Linked DNA regions of Mus musculus: all the other regions are linked to region 1. The links are chromatin contacts, called in public Micro-C and promoter capture Hi-C maps. All regions are on one chromosome and are shown on one strand. The core of a region is the stretch at or near the end of the contact, and the rest is flanking DNA. Distances in the headings are between cores, read along the strand shown.

What was found. Promoter capture Hi-C pulls out the DNA fragments that hold promoters and counts their contacts. Hi-C and Micro-C count contacts between places; a contact is called where the count stands out from the background. Capture Hi-C pulls out chosen DNA fragments and counts their contacts.
Region 2: a Micro-C map of embryonic stem cells shows a contact between it and region 1, with 3 times the contacts expected there. A contact is called at or near these places in 1 of 484 Hi-C or Micro-C datasets (embryonic stem cells) and 2 of 130 datasets of targeted methods (embryonic stem cells and large pre-B cells).
Region 3: a contact with region 1 is called in a promoter capture Hi-C map of liver, with 5 times the contacts expected there. A contact is called at or near these places in 8 of 39 promoter capture datasets (the 3T3-L1 cell line, the C10 cell line, cranial neural crest and 5 more), 2 of 484 Hi-C or Micro-C datasets (CD8 T cells and ECoMG-derived neutrophils), 20 of 130 datasets of targeted methods (acute myeloid leukemia, astrocytes, bone marrow-derived dendritic cells and 16 more) and 3 of 9 other capture datasets (adipose tissue, liver and pancreatic islet).
Region 4: a contact with region 1 is called in a promoter capture Hi-C map of the HPC-7 cell line, with 2.4 times the contacts expected there. A contact is called at or near these places in 4 of 39 promoter capture datasets (the HPC-7 cell line, cranial neural crest, liver and 1 more) and 4 of 130 datasets of targeted methods (acute myeloid leukemia, bone marrow-derived macrophages, large pre-B cells and 1 more).
Region 5: a contact with region 1 is called in a promoter capture Hi-C map of adipose tissue, with 2.5 times the contacts expected there. A contact is called at or near these places in 2 of 39 promoter capture datasets (3T3-L1-derived adipocytes and frontonasal cranial neural crest), 1 of 130 datasets of targeted methods (pancreatic cancer cells) and 1 of 9 other capture datasets (adipose tissue).
Region 6: a Micro-C map of embryonic stem cells shows a contact between it and region 1, with 4 times the contacts expected there. A contact is called at or near these places in 1 of 39 promoter capture datasets (hippocampal neurons), 2 of 484 Hi-C or Micro-C datasets (embryonic stem cells and uterus) and 1 of 130 datasets of targeted methods (embryonic stem cells).

Annotation. Positions count from the first base shown.
Region 1 is chr19:29,520,834-29,523,670 of GRCm38.p6, forward strand. Ric1 (RAB6A GEF complex partner 1) reads left to right here and starts at 1,449. Exons shown (of 26, transcript NM_001081319.1): 1 at 1,449-1,833. The coding sequence starts at 1,690. It overlaps A930007I19Rik (RIKEN cDNA A930007I19 gene), which reads right to left and starts at 1,154. Exons shown (of 4, transcript NR_015567.3): 1 at 1,057-1,154; 2 at 15-136.
Region 2 is chr19:30,173,857-30,176,727 of GRCm38.p6, forward strand. Gldc (glycine decarboxylase) reads right to left here and starts at 1,585. Exons shown (of 25, transcript NM_138595.2): 1 at 1,135-1,585; 2 at 568-646. The coding sequence starts at 1,404.
Region 3 is chr19:28,962,334-28,965,389 of GRCm38.p6, forward strand. Plpp6 (phospholipid phosphatase 6) reads left to right here and starts at 1,587. Exons shown (of 1, transcript NM_028922.3): 1 at 1,587-3,056. The coding sequence starts at 1,668. The coding sequence ends at 2,546. 4430402I18Rik (RIKEN cDNA 4430402I18 gene) reads right to left here. Exons shown (of 14, transcript NM_001374140.1): 3 at 1,203-1,340.
Region 4 is chr19:28,938,880-28,942,006 of GRCm38.p6, forward strand. It overlaps 4430402I18Rik (RIKEN cDNA 4430402I18 gene), which reads right to left. Exons shown (of 14, transcript NM_001374140.1): 9 at 2,833-2,935; 10 at 256-290. Among named protein-coding and RNA genes, the nearest start is that of Plpp6, 23 kb to the right of the region's middle.
Region 5 is chr19:28,676,950-28,679,813 of GRCm38.p6, forward strand. It overlaps D930032P07Rik (RIKEN cDNA D930032P07 gene), which reads left to right and starts at 1,275. Exons shown (of 5, transcript NR_045330.1): 1 at 1,275-1,356. It overlaps Glis3 (GLIS family zinc finger 3), which reads right to left. Exons shown (of 11, transcript NM_175459.6): 1 at 2,647-2,864.
Region 6 is chr19:28,833,793-28,836,696 of GRCm38.p6, forward strand. It overlaps Slc1a1 (solute carrier family 1 (neuronal/epithelial high affinity glutamate transporter, system Xag), member 1), which reads left to right and starts at 1,343. Exons shown (of 12, transcript NM_009199.3): 1 at 1,343-1,540. The coding sequence starts at 1,450. All of the region lies in intron 2 of Gm52404 (a long non-coding RNA gene), which reads right to left.

The sequences.
Region 1 (2,837 bases), core at 199-2,698:
CTCTCACACTTCACCTTGAGCTGGTCTAAAGACTGCTGGGTCCTTGGAAGGGAGAGCAGTTTTTCTTAGGCCATGTGACCTTGGGCATATCCAGCACTTTAACTAGCGATGATCCAGCACCATCATCTGTGGTTTTCTGTGGAATTAAATCAAAGCATCCTCTTAATTTTTTTGTAGACCTTAGCTGCTACAAAAGATCACAGGAGGAGAATCCCACCCAGAAGCTCACCAGTAAGTGAGGTCAAAAAAAAAAACAATTAAAAATTACTTAGAAACATCTACACTGCCCATGATTGCAGACACACTGGTGAGGCACATGAACACACTGAAGTAGAGGTAGAGCAAACATTCTCAATGGAATTGCAGCACATTTTCACTTCCTCTGCCACGTGTACAACTCTGTCTGAAAAGTACTAGACAACGAAGTTCTTCTATGATTTTATATTGGCAAGGCAGAGACCTCTCTGGACCTCTTGATTTATCCAGCGGGTGTAACTCGGATCATCAAGATTCCGTCCACACAGATGAAAATCTGAAAAATAGTTTTCAGGTCTGCTCTGCTTAAAATATCCCAGGAATGCTGTGTTGGCCTGTGGGACACACCAGGACAGAGATTCTAGGAGATCCTCTGGAAACAAAAGGCTAGTGAGCTGGGACTTTAGTCAACGTCTTCGAAAAGCAAGCGTTAGAACAATTACGGAAAGTTACATTGTTATTAAAATCCGGATTGTTACTTTGTTGTTACTTTTAAACTTTGAAAGAGTTACAAAAAGCTGCAGCTATTTTTAAGGTTCCAGGTCCAAAAGTTGAGCACCCCTTCATTCCTCCCAACCCCCAAATTAAAAACATCAATACGGTATCTCCAGTCTGGATCAACACAAAACCTAAGTCCATTTCTTTTCCTGAACAGTTTACTGGGGCTGCAAAAGACCCCATCTGGCTTCGCCTAGCATTAATAACTAAACAGGCAGACAAGACTGAAGCACTTTAGTGACTGAATAAAGAGCCTGCCTAGAATGTAAGCTCTGTACGGCCAGGGACATCACCAGCTCTCACTTTAAACCGCAGCACACAAAGGATTTGTGGGTACAGACTCGAACCCCAAGCCTTGGAGTCGCAGAGACCCAGCTCCAAGCGCAGCCCGGGAGTCACGTGACGCGCGCTCCGCTCGCCCCGCCCCCTTCAACCCCGGAGGTCGCGCCAATCCAGGGATCGTGCAAGTGGGCCCGGCCGCTCCGATTGTCACTGACTGAGCCTGTCGCCTCATCCCGGTCCCCAGCTCCACGCGCCAGGTCGCCAGCCAGCAAGGCGTCCCGAGCCCTCGACGTCCTGCCCCGCGGCCTGCGTTCTGACGCGGGGCGGTCCGAGGGAGCCGGGCGGAGCCTCCCCGCGCCGTGCGGCGTGCTGACGCGAGCGGCGAGCGGGGCGGGCCGGCCTCGGCTCCTCCCGCCGCGGGCCCACTGGCCGCCCGCCTCCCCCACCCTCGGCCGGTCAGCGTCCCAGACTGCGTCGCGCAGCATCGCGTCGGCCCGGCCCGGCCCGGCCCCCGGGCAGATGCCCCGAGTTGCCGCTGTCGCCGCCGCCGACTCGGCCGGTGGCGGTGTGGGAGGTGGGCGCCTGGCCCGGGGCCGCCGAGCGTGACAGACACGGCCGGGGCCGCCGGGGGGCTGTCGGGGCCGCGCGCGGACCATGTATTTCCTGAGCGGCTGGCCCAAGAGGCTGCTCTGCGCGCCGCGGAGCCCGGCCGAGGCGCCGCTCCACGTCCAGTCTGACCCTCGGAGAGCGTTCTTCGCCGTGCTGGCCCCGGCCCGCCTCAGCATCTGGTACAGCCGAGTAAGTAGGCGCCGGCGTCCCGACTTCCCCCGAGCGGCCCCTGTCCGGTCCCGACTTCCCCAGAGAGGCCCGGATCTAGTCCCGATTCTCCCCGAGCGACCCTGGCCCCGTCCCGACTCCCTCCGAACGACCACCGTCCGGTCCCAACTAACCCCGGGCGAACCCAGAACCATCCTGATCACCCTCCCTATAGTGACCCTGGAACTGGCGCGACTGCCGCCGAGCGACCCCGGACCGGTCCCGACTTCCCCCGAGCGACCCCGGCCAGTCCCGACTCCCTCCGAGGGAGCGACGGCGGTCCCGTCCCAACTAACTACCCCCGAGCGACCCCAGCCGGTCCCGACTTACCCCGAGCGACCCTCGCTCTCGAGTTGGAGCCGCGCGCGGACAGTCTCCACTGCACCCCAGTCCCCGCGTGGCACCCACAGCCGCGCGCCAGGCCTGGAGCTCCCTGGCGGAGCCCAGACTTGCCTGCCTCTCTGCCCCCATTGCCGCCGAGCCAATCTGTTGGAGCGTCCCCCAGCACTCCGGCAGCTGTGGCGTCCCCGCTCCCCCACCCCCCACCCCTGCTTTAAAGGTTGTTGTTTAGTGGAGTTCCGGAAAGCCTGTTGGTCTTTACCAAGTGTCAGAATTTACAGTCCTGTGGTAATTGATTTCTGAAAACTTAAAGACTTGTTGGGTTTGAGTGTAGATATCTGGTAACTTTAGCTCCGGGTCTCCCCCACACATCACGGACTCCAGTCCTTTTCTTGGCTGCTCTTGGACTCTGGAGAGCTCTGCTGGGATGGTTGGAGAGTCGGGGAGCTCACGTCTGTCCGCGCCGCACCTGGAAATTATTATTTCCAGGCTTAGAAAGAGCATGGGGTCAGAATTCTTTGCTTTCAGCCTGGCTTTTTTTTTTTTTTCCTCCCGTGCCTTGAGTTCCGAGTAGATAAGAGAATTAACTTGAAAAAGTAAGGGGTGAATGGGCTAGCCCCCGTCCGGTTTTTGTTGCTCCTGGACAT
Region 2 (2,871 bases), core at 335-2,834, 650 kb after region 1:
TTTCTTAACCAAGCACAAATCGAGTTTGTGTGCTTTTCAGAAAAAACAAAACAAACAAACAAACAAACAAAAACCCCACATATTCAGGCTTGCAAAGCACTGCTGCCTTTAGATGGGTGAGGGTGAGAGGGGAAACCGATGTGAGACAGAACAATTTGAAATTCTCGTGACTTTGAGAAGTCTAAGTCCCCTTCCAAATAAGTCTCTTCTCTAGCTGCAGGACCTCAGGTGATTTCCTTTGTCCTTTCGGAAGTCTCACCTGATCTACTGAGATAACTACCTTCTCAGCTCAAAGGAACAAAAAGCCCTTCCGGTGGGCGTGCATGAGGTGGAGACTTCTAATCCAACACGTGTCTTTTGCAAAGCCTTCTTTGGGAAAGCTTGTAGGTGCCTCGCCAGCAACTCAGGGATAAAGACCATGAAAGGGGCTTACATAGGTTTTCCTCAGGGAAGAAAAATCCCAGCGGTTTAGGGCCTGTCAAGTACTGAGCAATCCAACCCCAAAGCCGGACAGAGATTATAGAAGGCAGAGCAGCGGAACCCCTGAGAGTCCTCCCGGCCACTTACAAATAGGGTCTTCCATTTTCAAGGGTCTCTTCAAGCGGATGCTGGCGGGGACCGTCTTCTCGATGAGCTCATCAATGCTCTAAAATTTAAAAACGCAAGCTGGTGAACAGGACAGTCAGAGCAAAGAGCCTGAGTTAAGAGAGCCACTTCAGTTTATCTTCAAAGGCTGGTAGGAACTTCATTTAAATCGTCTAATTAAGAGTTCTTTTTAAAGTGAAACATCAGGAAGCAGAAATCTTTTGGAGGAAAAAAAAAAAAAATGATGGAGCCGGATGGTAAATCCGCTACTCCGGGTTCGGGAGCTGCAACTGGAGCTGACCGGATTAATGTACTCTAAGTAGGGAGTCTTCTTTTCCTGCAAAGTTAGGGTTCGTCTGGAGTTGGGGATATTTTTTAAATGCACTTTAGAAGAGCGAGAACAGAGTAAAAGTTAAGAGAGGAGAAGGCACCACGATTAAGAGCGAGCTCGCTTTCAAGCTGGGGCCCGGGACGGAGGAGGAAGGCAAGGTGGGAGCCGGGAGGCCCAGCGGGCAGAGCTCCGGCAGGGTGGAGGGTGGAGGGCCTTACCGCCAGCCCCAGCGCCTGCAGCATCTCCCTCCGGTCTTTGTCTCCGGGGCCGATGTGTCTCCGGGAGAAGTCATCGTGTCTGGGCAGGAGGCGCTCCAGAAGGCGCGAGGCCCCAGCCGCGCCGCGGTCCCCGCCACCGCCACCGCCACCGCCGCCGCTGCTGTCCCGGCTTCGCTGCGCCCAACTCAAGCCGGTGCCCCGAGCCAGGCGGTGGCCGCCCCCGGCTCCGCGGCCCAGGCGCAGCCCCCATGCCCTGGCACACAGCTGCATGGACGCCGTCACCTCCCCAGCCCACGAGGGTCAGCAGCGCTTTCCGGCCCTCCTCTGGCCCCAATGCCCCGGGAGTGGCCGCCGCAGTCCCTGGATCCCCTTCCCGACCACTGCGGGCAATGAATGGGTACAGCGAACTGCACTAACTCTTGCAAAGTTCCTCCGCCTCAGCAGGCACCTGCTCCGCACACTTTAAGCGGCGCCCGAAGGCGGGCAGTAGGATGGAGCCAGGAAACCTTTAGCCAATGGGAATGGGTTGCAGGGCGGGGGCGAGGCAGGGCCCTCCCTTTCTCTCTCCTCCTTGTCTCCCACCTCCTCCCACTTCTTTCCCCTCTTCAGCAGCAGGGTGGAGTCCCCTGCCTGATGCTGGAAGTTTAAGGTCCCAAATCCCTCTTCTTACACAGGGGTTCGGGATGCTCTATAGGCCCACTGGCCGGGTTGTAGGGCCCATTGGGGCAGCCCTAACATTCGTGAAGTTCCTGGAGCAATGCACTGAGACAGAAGACAGGAAGACTCCAATAGTTAGCTGGTCTCCACTTACTGACTTTAGGGTCACATCTCATGAAAACCACTATGGGCAAAGGAAGGTTCTTTCATAGTTATGAAATCTGGACAAAGAGCACAGCCCCTAAAATATCTTATGCTTTAATCTTTTAATAAAGATTTAATATTATTTTTTATTGATTTGTGTGTTGGGTGAAATGTCTGTCTGTGTATCACATACATGCCGAATGCTTGCAGAAGTTAGAAGTGGACATCAGATTCCCTGCAAATGGTGTTACAGGCTGTTGTGAGCTTTTATGTGGGTGCTGATAGCCCAACCATAAGAGTAGCAAGTGCTCTCAATCACTGAGCCATCCCCCTGACCCCACTTTTTTTGAGATATGATGCGATGGGAACCAAACCCCCGATCTCCCAACTAGCACCAAGCTACACCCCAGCACCTGTCTTCTCCCTCCCTCCTTTGTATGTCTCCTTCGTCTTCTCTGTACTGGTTTGATATGCACCCATTCCTGAAATTCAGTCTTCCTTTACGTGGAATGCATGAGTATGCTGTTGGTATATTGGCTATATTTTTATTTCCTGAGTAAACCTAAACAGATACTGTAATGAAAGCAAAAGCATCTCCAGGAAGCTGACCCCCAAGGACAGGAACCTGGGACCCGCCTATCTGACCTTTATACACATCCTTAACGATGACCTTAGAGTTGAAGGCAAAGAGAAACTGGGTCTTGGGAAAGACACAAGAAACAGTGTTGCCTAAACTTTCAGGGGCGACTACTGTGTCTGTTGCAGGCAGGTCTTTGCTAGACCAAATAGTTGCTAAGTTAAGACCTTCCAGTGGAAGGACTTGTAGGGAGGGCTAACTACTGTGATGAGTTTGTAGGTTAAAATGACAGGTCAGAAGAGGAGACGACTCCAATGTTCTGAAAGAATCCCTTCATTTCTATTGCTACAGGAAGCACA
Region 3 (3,056 bases), core at 337-2,836, 560 kb before region 1:
TGTTTGACTAGAAACCTCAGGCTTTCCCACCCAGCAGGAGAAGCATCTAAATTGTGAATCTCAGGCATTCTCTTTTTTAAAAACAGAGGTGGTCAGATTAAGTTAAGTTCCCAAGGTATTGATGGATGTATCATGCCCTGTTAGAATAATTTCATATCTATGCACCTCTTACAATTCTATCTTAGAAGTCTGGTACAGGGCCAGCAACTGGTGAGTGGGGAAAGTGGTGGGGGTCATTTTCAGCACCTACTTCACACCATGTCTATCACCCACATATGGCCAGTAGGACCATCTGGGTTCTGACTATTTCCCAAGATAATATCCAATCACTTTTACCCAACCAGTTTCACGGACGTTTTTCCAATGAACAGGCTGCAGTTTTTAAAAACGCATCTTTTCTCTCATCCTTGGATTACAAGAAATAGGTAGGTTTCTGGAAAACATCTTCCAGACTTTAGGATCGATATGTACAATCTTCCCTCCACCCCAAAAGTCCACCTTAGGGGACCCTGGGCAAAACCACTAGGTTTACTAAAGATTACTCCAATTTCAACTCCAAAGCTAAAACCAGAACCTTAGGGTGTTGTTGGTGATTGCAGAGTATTGAATAGTCAGCAGCATACTGCAGTGGGAAGCCCTGGCCGGTGATTTTTACAATTTTTAAAATCACAATTGCACTCATTGGAATGGAATCTAGCCCTTACTACTATTGTTATATAACACGCACATGACTTAAGGAAACTCAGAAAATATGAACAGCTTTCTTGTTTAGTTACAGGCTTTCAATTACCAGGTACAGCTGATTTGGTTATAGTTTTAAGTTATTTTCCCAAGCTTAAGAAAGTTTTTCTTAAGATCTGCAGTTTATTAATAGCCCCTTTCATAAATGCAATGCAACTGTCTCTAACACCTCCAAGAACATTCAGAAACGCTCTCTGCTCCAGTTAGAAAATGCCATGGGAGTTCCAAGAATAGAAAGCATCCACCAGGGTATTTAGCACTCAATTGACAGAACTTGGCTCAGGCCTGCATTGCAAAAAGCAAGACTTCCAAACTATGGTTTTTGCCTCAAGGCCGCTTGTACTTTTTACACTGTGTTAAAAAAGGGGGGGGGGGGCGGGGAATAAATGTACAAAACCACTATTCTTTATGACCATTAAACTGGTTTCAGACAGCAAAACCCACTGAGAAGTCAAAATCACCTTTACAAATCTCATGCTCTGTTGAATCACAACAGGGAACACAGGGGGAAAGCAGTCTGTCTCCAGGTACTGATTCAGAAGGTAGACTCCAAGGTACACAGCTTCCTTGTCCGGCAGGAACACTCCGGGGCAAGAAATCTTAAAAAGAAGAGGAGGGCAATCAAGGGATTGGTTTTTTTTGTTTTTTGTTTTTTTTTTTTTTTTTTGTGCAGAGGGGCTGTTTATCCTAACCTCCCACAGCTCTGAAATGACGCCATCACTGCGTCCTTCACCTGCACTTCCCACCTCTCCTCAAGCTGGTACTCCCGGTTCCCTCCCACGTCTCCGCCAGGTGTCACAATCGTGCTCTGCGGCTCGGCTCCTCGGCCCGCCCTCCGGGATGGCAGTGCGGAAGCGGAAGAGGCTGACGGGCTGGGAAGCCTGTCTCCGGTCTGCCCGGGTCCCCGGGACCGGCCTCCCTCCGCGATGCCGAGCCCCCGGAGGACCATCGAGGGACGGCCGCTGGGCTCCTCGGGCGGAAGCAGCGTCCCGGGCAGCCCGGCCCACGGCGGTGGCAGCGGCGGCGGCAGGTTCGAGTTCCAATCGCTGCTGAACTGCCGCGCGGGCGCGGACCCCGCCTGCGCTCGGCTGCGCGCGTCCGACAGCCCGGTGCACCGGCGCGGCTCCTTCCCGCTGGCCGCCTCGGGCCCCGCACAAGCAGCCCCGGCCCCGCCGCCGGAGGACGCCCGCATGAACTTGAACCCGTCCTTCCTGGGCATCGCCCTGCGCTCCCTGCTGGCCATCGACCTGTGGCTGTCCAAGAAGCTGGGGGTGTGTGCTGGGGAGAGCTCGGCCTGGGGCAGCGTGCGGCCCCTGATGAAGCTGCTGGAGATCTCAGGGCATGGCATCCCCTGGCTGCTGGGCACCCTCTACTGCCTGCTTAGGAGCGACAGCTGGGCCGGGCGCGAAGTGCTGATGAACCTGCTCTTCGCCCTGCTGTTGGACCTGCTGCTGGTAGCTGTGATTAAAGGGCTGGTCCGCAGGCGCCGACCCGCGCACAATCAAAAGGACATGTTTTTCACCCTCTCGGTGGACAGGTACTCCTTTCCCTCGGGCCACGCCACGAGGGCCGCCCTGGTGTCGCGGTTTATCCTAAACCACCTGGTACTGGCCATTCCACTGAGGGTGCTGGTGGTCCTGTGGGCCTTCGTCTTGGGTCTCTCTAGGGTCATGCTCGGGCGGCACAACGTCACTGATGTGGCTTTTGGCTTTTTTCTGGGCTACATGCAGTACAGCATTGTGGATTATTGCTGGCTGTCACCCCACAATGTTCCAGTTCTTTTTGTACTGTGGAATCAACAGTGACACCATCTCATTGATTATTGACACCTTGAGGTCTGAAGGATTCCACACTCGAGGATGCTGACCTAAGCCAGAGCCATCTAGTTGCCCCTCTGGGCAACTTTGGGAATTCTGGGATCCCACTGTCTTGACAGGTTCCTAGACCGGAGCGCATGCTGGCTATTACTGAACACGGCCATACTTGAGAAACAAAGTCTACTGTGTATTTGACAGCTATTTATCACCAAGACAACTGTAAAGAAATCAAGCTGGCTGACTGTATGATTGCTATTTACTTAAAGTTGACAACGTTAATGAGTAATTCCCCTCACCCCCCAAAAAAACAATGTTATTACTTGTAAATTAAAATTTAAGAGCCATTAGCTAGATAAACCATGTGCTATTCCCACCCTTTACCTGCAGTAAATTTTAAACAATAATTTTAAAGTTCAAAACAGATTTTTTTTCTCCAATTTAACTCTCTGAATATGTTGCCATAATTGGAGCTTTTTCCTTCTTCTGATTCCTTTAAGC
Region 4 (3,127 bases), core at 527-3,026, 580 kb before region 1:
CGCTGGCGGTAAAGTAAGAATCACCCTATATAAACCCCGGTAGTGGGTGACACAAATGGAAGAAGGGGAGCAAGCCAGTGAACCCCACAGTGGAGCAGGCAGTGGAGCCTGAGGACCAGTCTGTATAAACCCTACGTCCGCTATGCTGCCCTGACGTGAACACCGCAGCTACAGACGAATCCTCCCCACTAACTGTGTGGGGCCTGACACAGATGCTGGAAATAAAACATCTACAGATGCTGCTGATACACGTACCTTTATGTTCGCCTCCAGGCTGTCAAGAGAAGATGCTAGAAGAAAGAGGAATAGGGTGAGGAACTCATTATCATCAGCTAGCTCTAAAACTGCTGACACATTCATCCCATAGCAGAAACAAGAGTTTAGACCATAATTGGACAGCAAAAGAACTAAAGTGCTCCCTTGTAAGTTCCGAGATACAACCGAGTCTCCCCTGCACTTCTATAGGGCCTTTCTGTCTTCCTGGGGTCCACAGTCTAGCTGTTATTTTCAGCGACAGTACAGCTGGAAAGGGGTTAAGGGACAAACAAGCCATGGATCAGAAGTTCAAGAGTCTTACACAGCCTTAAAGAAAGAAAACATATTTGCCCAGATGTGCAGAGCTTTGAAGAAGGCAATATGAGTCTGATATAAAGTTCCTGTGCTCTGCCTCATCAGTCCTTGCTGGTTTCTGGCTCTTGAGGATTCTTGTCCAAGGTAAAGGTGAATATAAAGTCGAGCCAATGGATACATATGAAGCACAATGTACCTAAACCACAAATCACTGCCATTACCCTAAAAGTATGAGAGATAAGCAGACCTCACACTCGTGAGCGGCAAGAATGATTAGAAAATAAAGTAATAAATAAGGTAATAAAGCCTAACCTGTATGAGACCCTAGTTCCAAAACAAAGCCAAATATTGCAGTACTAAATATTTTATTATTCTAAAAATAATAAACACACATGGAGAAAAACAAAAAGCAAGTAGATTTCCCTCCTCCCCCCAGGTTTAACGACATTCTTTGAACTCCTGGTTCACCCTATAGCAGCAATAGTAATAAGAAAGAAATAAGAAGAGATTTTTAAAGCCTGACGTGTTTTCTGCCTGAGCACTCGCATCTCTGTGTATGCACACAGCCCCGGAAACCCTCCACCCTAAGCTGGGCTAGGAATCAGCAAAGTCCCTTGCAGCTAAAGGTACAAAACTAGCCTGAGGCGTAGGAACTCCTTGGGGACTCCCCTGCATGGTGAGCTTAGAACTCATCAACATCTGGTCGGCTTTTGACCTCTGTTTCTCAAAGGGCAAGCCATAACCCAACAGTGTGAGGACCAGCCAGAAGCTTGTGAGAAAAGGACTCAGAGGCCTCACATCAACACAGAATCAAGAGCTGCAGTTTGGAGGCATGGCTTTCTTCTCCCACAGGCCTGGAGATGACCCAAACGCAGATAGCTTGGCAAGCCACAGGGATTCCAGAATCTAATTCCAGAGATCTGACTGTATGCAGGTTGTAGCTCTGCTGAGGGCTTGATGTGTGACTTGCACTGACATGGTAACCTCTGCAAACCCCTCTCCTGCCAGGCAAAGACCAGGACAAGCATGGCGAATGGGCGCCATCAGATGCAAGTCAGCATCAAGCTCGACCCTCTCTTCTAGGAAAGGACATTTGCCGCTGCTTGCATTCAGTGTAACAGGAAGGATGGCACCGCTTTTACAGGCTGCACCAGTGACCTTCAGTGGCAGGGCTTAAATTAACTCTCAGATGGGAGGAAGCACTTCCCCTCTCAGCCCCACACTCTGTCAGTGCTCAGCTGGGATCTGTCACTCTGCACTCAGAACACTGGCCTGAGTTAGCATAAAACCCTCTACAGTCCCTTAAAGGCACAAACCATTAAGCCTAACACAGGGAATGCCAGTGTGAGAACATGGCAAATCAGTCCTACCAGGAGGTAACAGAGGGGACCATCACTAGCCCTGTCGAGACTTAGAACTCCGGGCAAGCTGCTATGCCCTTTACTAGGGACAGAATCACACATTCCAATCACTGTCTATCAGTGTGTAGTCTAGAGACCTCAGTGGGGGACAGGGGTCCCTTCAAGACCTTTTACAAAACCTCCCAATTAAAGCTTGCATTCATAATTACACTAAGACATGATTTATTCCTCTCAGTCTTATCCTCCCATAGTCTAACAAAAAGCCACCACAACACATCATAACATAACTGGTCTAATGGTTAGTAACTTCTCTGCTGGTGTACTACATCTTGTAATTACTCAACTCCAATTTCAAACATGCTAAATGTCGATAGCCATCATCCACACCAACCGAAGCTCTTTTAAAGTCCCCAGTATCATTTACAAATGCATAAGATCCTGAAATCCACAGCACTAAAGACAGTTAGCTACCTTAGTCTAACTGCTTCAGAGAGCTGGCTCCCCCCTCACTAACACAGAATCTGGTCAGCGAGTGTCGTGAGTCTCTTGTTCCTTCCCCTCAGAAAGAAACAGCAAAACAAATATATTCGCTAACTGTTAGAGCTGCCTGTGTAGAGTTTACAGGAGGGCAAGCTGCGGTCTGCTTTGCCAGCCTAGCCAGGGGCTGTAGCCACATGTGGTTAGTCACACCCTCCAGCTCTGTCCCCTTCAAGTATCCAGGGACAACTTGAAAACAAACTGCTTCTTAGTTCTTCTGCCCCACATGAATGCCATAGCTAGAAAGACCTTGAGAATCAAGCCCACAGCTTCCAGAGTGACCTGGAGTTCCTCAGAGGGAAAGAGGCTTAGTGGAATGCAATGGTGCTCACTGGGGAATGTGAGTAACAAGAAACTCAAATACCTCTTTTCTTCGAAAGATCAAAGTTTATTAACTTAGGTTTTCTTCTGGACTTCTTCGAACAGTGCTCCAAATTATTTTCACCAAATGGGTTCCCACTGTCCACCTGAAAGTGAAGGAAGCACCAAGTTTCATCACCTACAGTCTCTTGGATCACTGTCTTATTACCCATGATGCCTTTCCACCTCGGTCAAAGAGAGTCTTGAAAAATAATCTAATTCGCAGTCTCCACGTATGTTACATTTACTCCACAGAAGAAACTGTCCACCATCTCCACGGAGGCTAGATATGAGGGCGT
Region 5 (2,864 bases), core at 25-2,524, 840 kb before region 1:
TCCAGGTATCCAAACTCTGCTAACCGGAAGAACTTTGGTAGAATCGCCAATGAAACTGGTGGAAACATTGGATGGACCAACGATGGCGTGAAGAAAAGCCACTCTACCTGAACTGACCTCAAGGGAAGCAAGGAGACAGGGAATCCACCCAGAGCACACAGAAGTAATTACTCACTCTGAAGGAGGCCTGAGTCCTGACAGGAAAGAAAAGACACGAACTAAGTAGCAATAAGAATGGGAAGAAAGCCTCCTTCAGTTCAAGGGGGAGGGGCTGGAGCTCCTCTAAATGAACACTGTAGCAGATCCTAGTAAAGGCCTTAAATGTCAGCAGTTCTCACTAGAGAAGGGGGGGGGGTGCCCTCTCACACAGTTCTCTCTCTATAGATCATTTCCAGGGACAGCCTTCATTGTTTTTCTGCAAACTTTTGCAGGCTGCACCTGCTTTGTGTAGCCTCACAGGAAACCAAAGAGAAAAAGGAGGAGTAAGAATTTTTAAACTAACCCAAATTCATTTTTACAATGAATCAAAATTCCTAACGTAGTCTAAAAATTGAAGTCCAACGGGCACGGAGACATTTAGGGAACCGGGCCTGGCTACTTCCCAATGAAGAAATCGTGACTCATCAAAGCTTCAGAACGGACACAAGAGAGTTTGCATTTGTCTGGAGTTCACCTTCGGGCCAAGAAATGCTCTCCACTGTGAGCCTCAGTGTTTTTTCTAGATGCTTAAGTTTGGCAGGGGTTCTTTCTCTGGGTCCCATAACCCAGAGAACTGGTCCACTGGGGGGAGCTGTATAAACTTCTCTTTCCTCACCAACTCTAGGGCCACCTGAGACCACTACCCCCAATTCAAGAGATGTTGAAGTCCTAAAGCTCTAAGGAATTGGAAAGGTGTCCTCTCCAATTGCAATTGCTGGAGTGCAGTCCCTGCGGGCACTGCTCTGGAGAATTCCGGAAGTGATCCCCTACACTCTATCCCATGGGACCTAGCGGATGTCAAGGAAGACAAGCCAGGAAGGGAGGTACACAGAGCAGAGGAACCAGGAGTGGCTAGGGGTGCGGGGTCAAGATGTGCGGCCCGGGACAGTGGGTGAACACCCCTCCTGGGGTCCTCAGCACCCTCCCACACACGGCACACCCACACACCTTTGCCCCGCGGGGGGTCTTGGGTCCTAGCCTCAGGGATCTCCGGAGGTGAGCGAGGGGCGGGTCCGGAGGTGAAGTGGAGCCTTCCCGGTGCTCTGGGCAACCAGACCGCCCCCGCTCTCCCCCCTCCCCCTCCCGCGGCGCGAGCGAGAGAACGCAACAAAACAAAACAAACTCGTGCCGGCTTCCTGTTGTGCAACCACTTTCTGAGTAAGTAAGGGGCTGAAAGGCCGCCAGTTAGGAAGCCGGGCTGCGGGGGACCCTGCTGGCCAAAGCACCCGGAGCCGCACTGGGGTACATAGGGCCCTGCACTGTGACCCTGTCCGGACCACGGGGCGACTACCCTCCCTGCCCCCACGAGTGTCGTTTTGCTATTGCCTCCCAAACACACTACCAGATCTAAGGGCGCGACCTCGACGAACCTTTTTGCCAAAAAAAGAAAAAAAAAAAGGAAACCTCCAAAAGTTTCCTCCAGGTACCTACTTGAATCATCCATAGTAGGATGACAAATCCGCCCTGGTCAAGGTTTTCAGACACTTGGGTGAGTTTCTCGTCCCCCGGGTGACTTGTCAGCTCTAGTGAGTAACTTGGAACTGTTGCTTGGGGCAAGGTGTGTGTCTAGGAGAGCCAACAGCTCACTCACGCTTTCCAGAAAGTGATCCCGACCGACTTCAAAATAGACACAGGGTCATTTATAGGGACCGGAGCCTTGAAGCGGGACTCGAGACAGACATTTCCCAAACAGTGCTGACATTTTGTCCCCGGCCCATAAAAATGTAAACGCGAGGTGACAAACCCGGCGGGGAGTGCTAGGTGTCTGAATGTGTCTGCGATTTCGTGGCGTGGGAGGTTACAGTTGAAAACTTGGCGGCTGCGGGTCGATGCACCGCTCCTAACTAGTAGCTGTGCCCCCAAACCCGAGGACCTCACTGAACAATGGGGACACCAACTTGGATGAGACGGAGAAGTGAAAAACAGCCTTCGTGGCGCCCCATAAACACGTGGAAGCCGAAAAGACAACTACAACCCCGACTGTGAGCTAAAGACCTCAAAGTCCCATCACTCCCCACTTTGCCAAAGTTTCCCTAAGTAGGACCCCGGTGCTCGCCCTGTATCTGGCCCTGATTGTGTAACCTTCTGGTACCTGTATTTTCAGTTAAAAGGCACGGAGACTCTCCCTCATAAACGAAACTTCCACACCTTGTTGGTTTCCTTTCTGTCTACACCCCGCGCTCTTAGGTAACTGACAGCCAGTTTGATGGCTAAATGAGTATTGCCATCAGCCTCGGTAAGGTGTGCCTAGGTCTCTAGAAGCCCTGTGAGTCTGGGGGAGTTGGTGTGCTCCTGTCCTCAAACCCGTGCGAATGCCACCAAGCCGGCATGCAGAAACTCTTTCTAATCCCGAGTTTGCGTCCCCAGGCTTGACCGCCCCCACACTCTCTAGCGCCTTCTCTCTCTGTCCCTCGCCTGCAGAACAAAGTTCCTATGGCATCCACTTACCAGGTAACCGGATTTCCACAACAAAGCTAGGCGAGCGAGTCCCTTCTCCCGGCCAGCCCGCTCGTGACAACACTAGCGATGCGTGGGTGGAGGCTGAGCCCCCTCAGCGCTCCACGCCGGCTCTGCCTCCTTCGGAAAGGAAAACTCGCATCCAAGCCCGTGGCCGGAGCGCGGAACTACGGCCGGAGGGCCGTGTGTGTGCCCGCGCGAGGCTGCGA
Region 6 (2,904 bases), core at 93-2,592, 690 kb before region 1:
CATGTGGTTGCTGGGAATTGAACTCAGGACCTCTGGAAGAGCAGTCAGTGCTCTTACCCGCTGAGCCATCTCTCCAGTCTTTTCCTTGATAGTTTGCCCTCTTCGGGAATTTTTATTCCCAGCTCTTCCCCCAAGAAACCAGTAATCTCGAGGGAGTTTCCTCTCTCCTGATTTTTTTCTTTTTTTCTTTTGAGAATTTAACACCTGGAAAGGAGGTGAGATCATTCATAGTATAGTGTGCATGGTTAATAATGCTTAATCCATTGTCTTTTGAAGGGTTTTTAAAAATCACTCTGAACCAAAAGAATGAGGCTTTAATTGGGGGATTCTAGTGGTCGAGTAATCTGGTCAAGGAGAGTCCCCTGACAGCCAACTAAAGAGTAAACCCCAGAATGCAAAAAGGGCACAGGGCTCACTTAGTTAGTGATATGCTAAGGAGATAAGAGTCTGTTTAAAACCTGGCGTGGTGGCACACGCCTTTAATCCCAGCACTCAGGAGGCAGAGGAAGGCGGATTTCTGAGTTCGAGGCCAGGCTGGTCTACAAAGTGAGCTCCAGGATAGCCAGGGCTATACAGAGAAATCCTGTCTCAAAAAACCAAAAAAAAAAAAAAAAAAAAAAAAAAAAAAGGAGTCTGCTTAAGTAAGAGTAAAACCAGAATAAGAAATTCAGGTAGCAAAGTGTGTGACCACACTAACCCAGATTCTCCCAACTACACCCTGTAAGGTATTTGGCCTTGGGGATAGAATAGGCCCGCCCACCTTCCCACACCAGCAGGCCTTAATTACCCAGTAATGGCCACAAGGCGAGTCCCTAGGGGTGCATTTGTTAAGTTGTGCAAGAGATGACCACGCCCACGCGCAAGGTGTACAACCAAGCCTTGGTCCGGGCAGATCCTGTCTGACCCTCGAGTCAGAGAATAATCCCGCAGGGAATATCAGAGAATTAAATAGTCCCGCAGGTAATATCAGAGATCACGTGGGGAAAAAAAACCCCAAAGCTGCTGACAGTGCGTCACCCCAAAGCTGCTCTGACAGTGTGTCCCTTCTTGTGGCTCTGAAGCCTGAGGCCCAAGGCAGAAACGCGTCCCATATCAAATCCCTTCGCACTGGGCTAGGGCTGTGCGTCCCCAAGGAGACTGGTGAGGATCGTAGTGGGTCAGAAGCTCCTCGGTGGGACACCTCCACCGGGAGCCCAAGGGGACTTGATCGCCCCACGCGCACCATCCCGCCGGGACGCTCCGCCCTCCGTCTCGCTGGTTGGCCCGGTCGCTGCAGCGAGCGGCGGCGGGAGGAGCCAGGCGCGCCCGCCACGCAAAACCACCGTGCTCGGTCCCCAGCGGCAGTGGCAGCGCTGACAGCGGCCGGTGCGCGTTGTCTCCACTGTGCCCTGCATCCCGCATCTCGCATCGGCCAGGCTACCCGACTCATCGCAAACGTCAGTGCTCACCATGGGGAAGCCCACGAGCTCGGGATGTGACTGGCGCCGCTTCCTACGGAATCACTGGCTGCTGCTCTCCACCGTGGCCGCCGTGGTACTAGGTGAGTCGCGCGCGGGGGCACCAGGCGCGTGCCCGAGGCCAGGCCGCGTGCGGGACCGGGTGGGCTCGGCGTGGCACGCGCTGCCCGCATTCCCCGGTACTGGGCCCCCAAGCTCCAGATCAACCAGAGCGCTTTGGTGTCACCCGGGGGAAACAATGTTCTTAACCCCCTCCCTCCCCCATACTGGTGCTCCACGGGCTGCTGTCTCTGCTTTCTCCAAAATGATCAGAGGGCGCGTGAAAGGTGGGCAGGGGTCCTTTGAAAACAAGCGGGGTTAAATGGGGTTTAATTTGATCTTCATCCTTAACTGTTCCCACCACTTGCACACACCACCATCACCACCACCACCATCACCTTCGTGCCCAACCGCGACTGTATGAATTACTGTTCTCTGTCAGATTTAAAGAGACATCTGAGCCCGCGGAATGGTGGAGACCTTGGGAATGTTGGAGCAGAGGGTAGATACCTTCTTAGAGGGTACCTCTCCAGTCAGATTCATGCCTCATTTCTGAGCCAGCAGTTGTGGTTCACTGAGGCCACAGGGAACCAGCGCTGAGAGAACCCAACCCCCTTCTTCCTCCTGGGCAAGCTGCTCACCACGTTTTTCTATCGAAAATAATATAAGCTGCTTTTATTTGTTTTCACACTTGGGTGTATTTAAGTGGCCCATGCCTGACATACCGCTGAGCCAGGACTAGGTGGATGTCCGGGCCATTGCTCAGAGATTTGAGTTACTTGTGTTTAGAATCTCATTTTCTGGCCAGGTTGTCTGTATAACCTAAACTTGGCAATGTGCTGTAGGGTGGGAACCCTGTGGGTCTTCACACCCCAGGTGGGGCCATCCAGCAGGTAAGGACAGGTGCACCTTGAGAGAAAGTGGATTCCTAGCCAGGCTCCACCCTCTATCTGGAAGTTACAGCTGCCTCTGCTGGAAAGGGGACGATGGGGCAGCCCCTTCTCCCTGGGCACTGCACCTTGCTCCTGAGTCTGGGAATGCTTGGTGTTGCCTGCTCCTGTCCAAGGTCTTCCCCGCCAAAAATAAAATGCCTTTGGAAGTTAATGGAATCCTTGGGGTCACATGGGTTCCTCCAGAACCTTATGCAAAGGGAAGTCAGGCTTCCAGTAAATAAATAACATCCTGAATCGCATTAACAGAGGATGTTGGTGGGAGGAGAGGAGTGCAAAAGAACCCACTAGTGTCCACTTTCCCAGTGCCAAGTGGTTTAGGGCGTTTTGGGGAAAGGTTTATCACTACATTTAAAGAACAGCTCCTACCAAGGGACTGAATGGATCAGAAGACATAGCCTTGCTTGTTTTCCCAATGATGAAGACAGAATTTATTTTTAAATCTGTTTTGAAAGCCT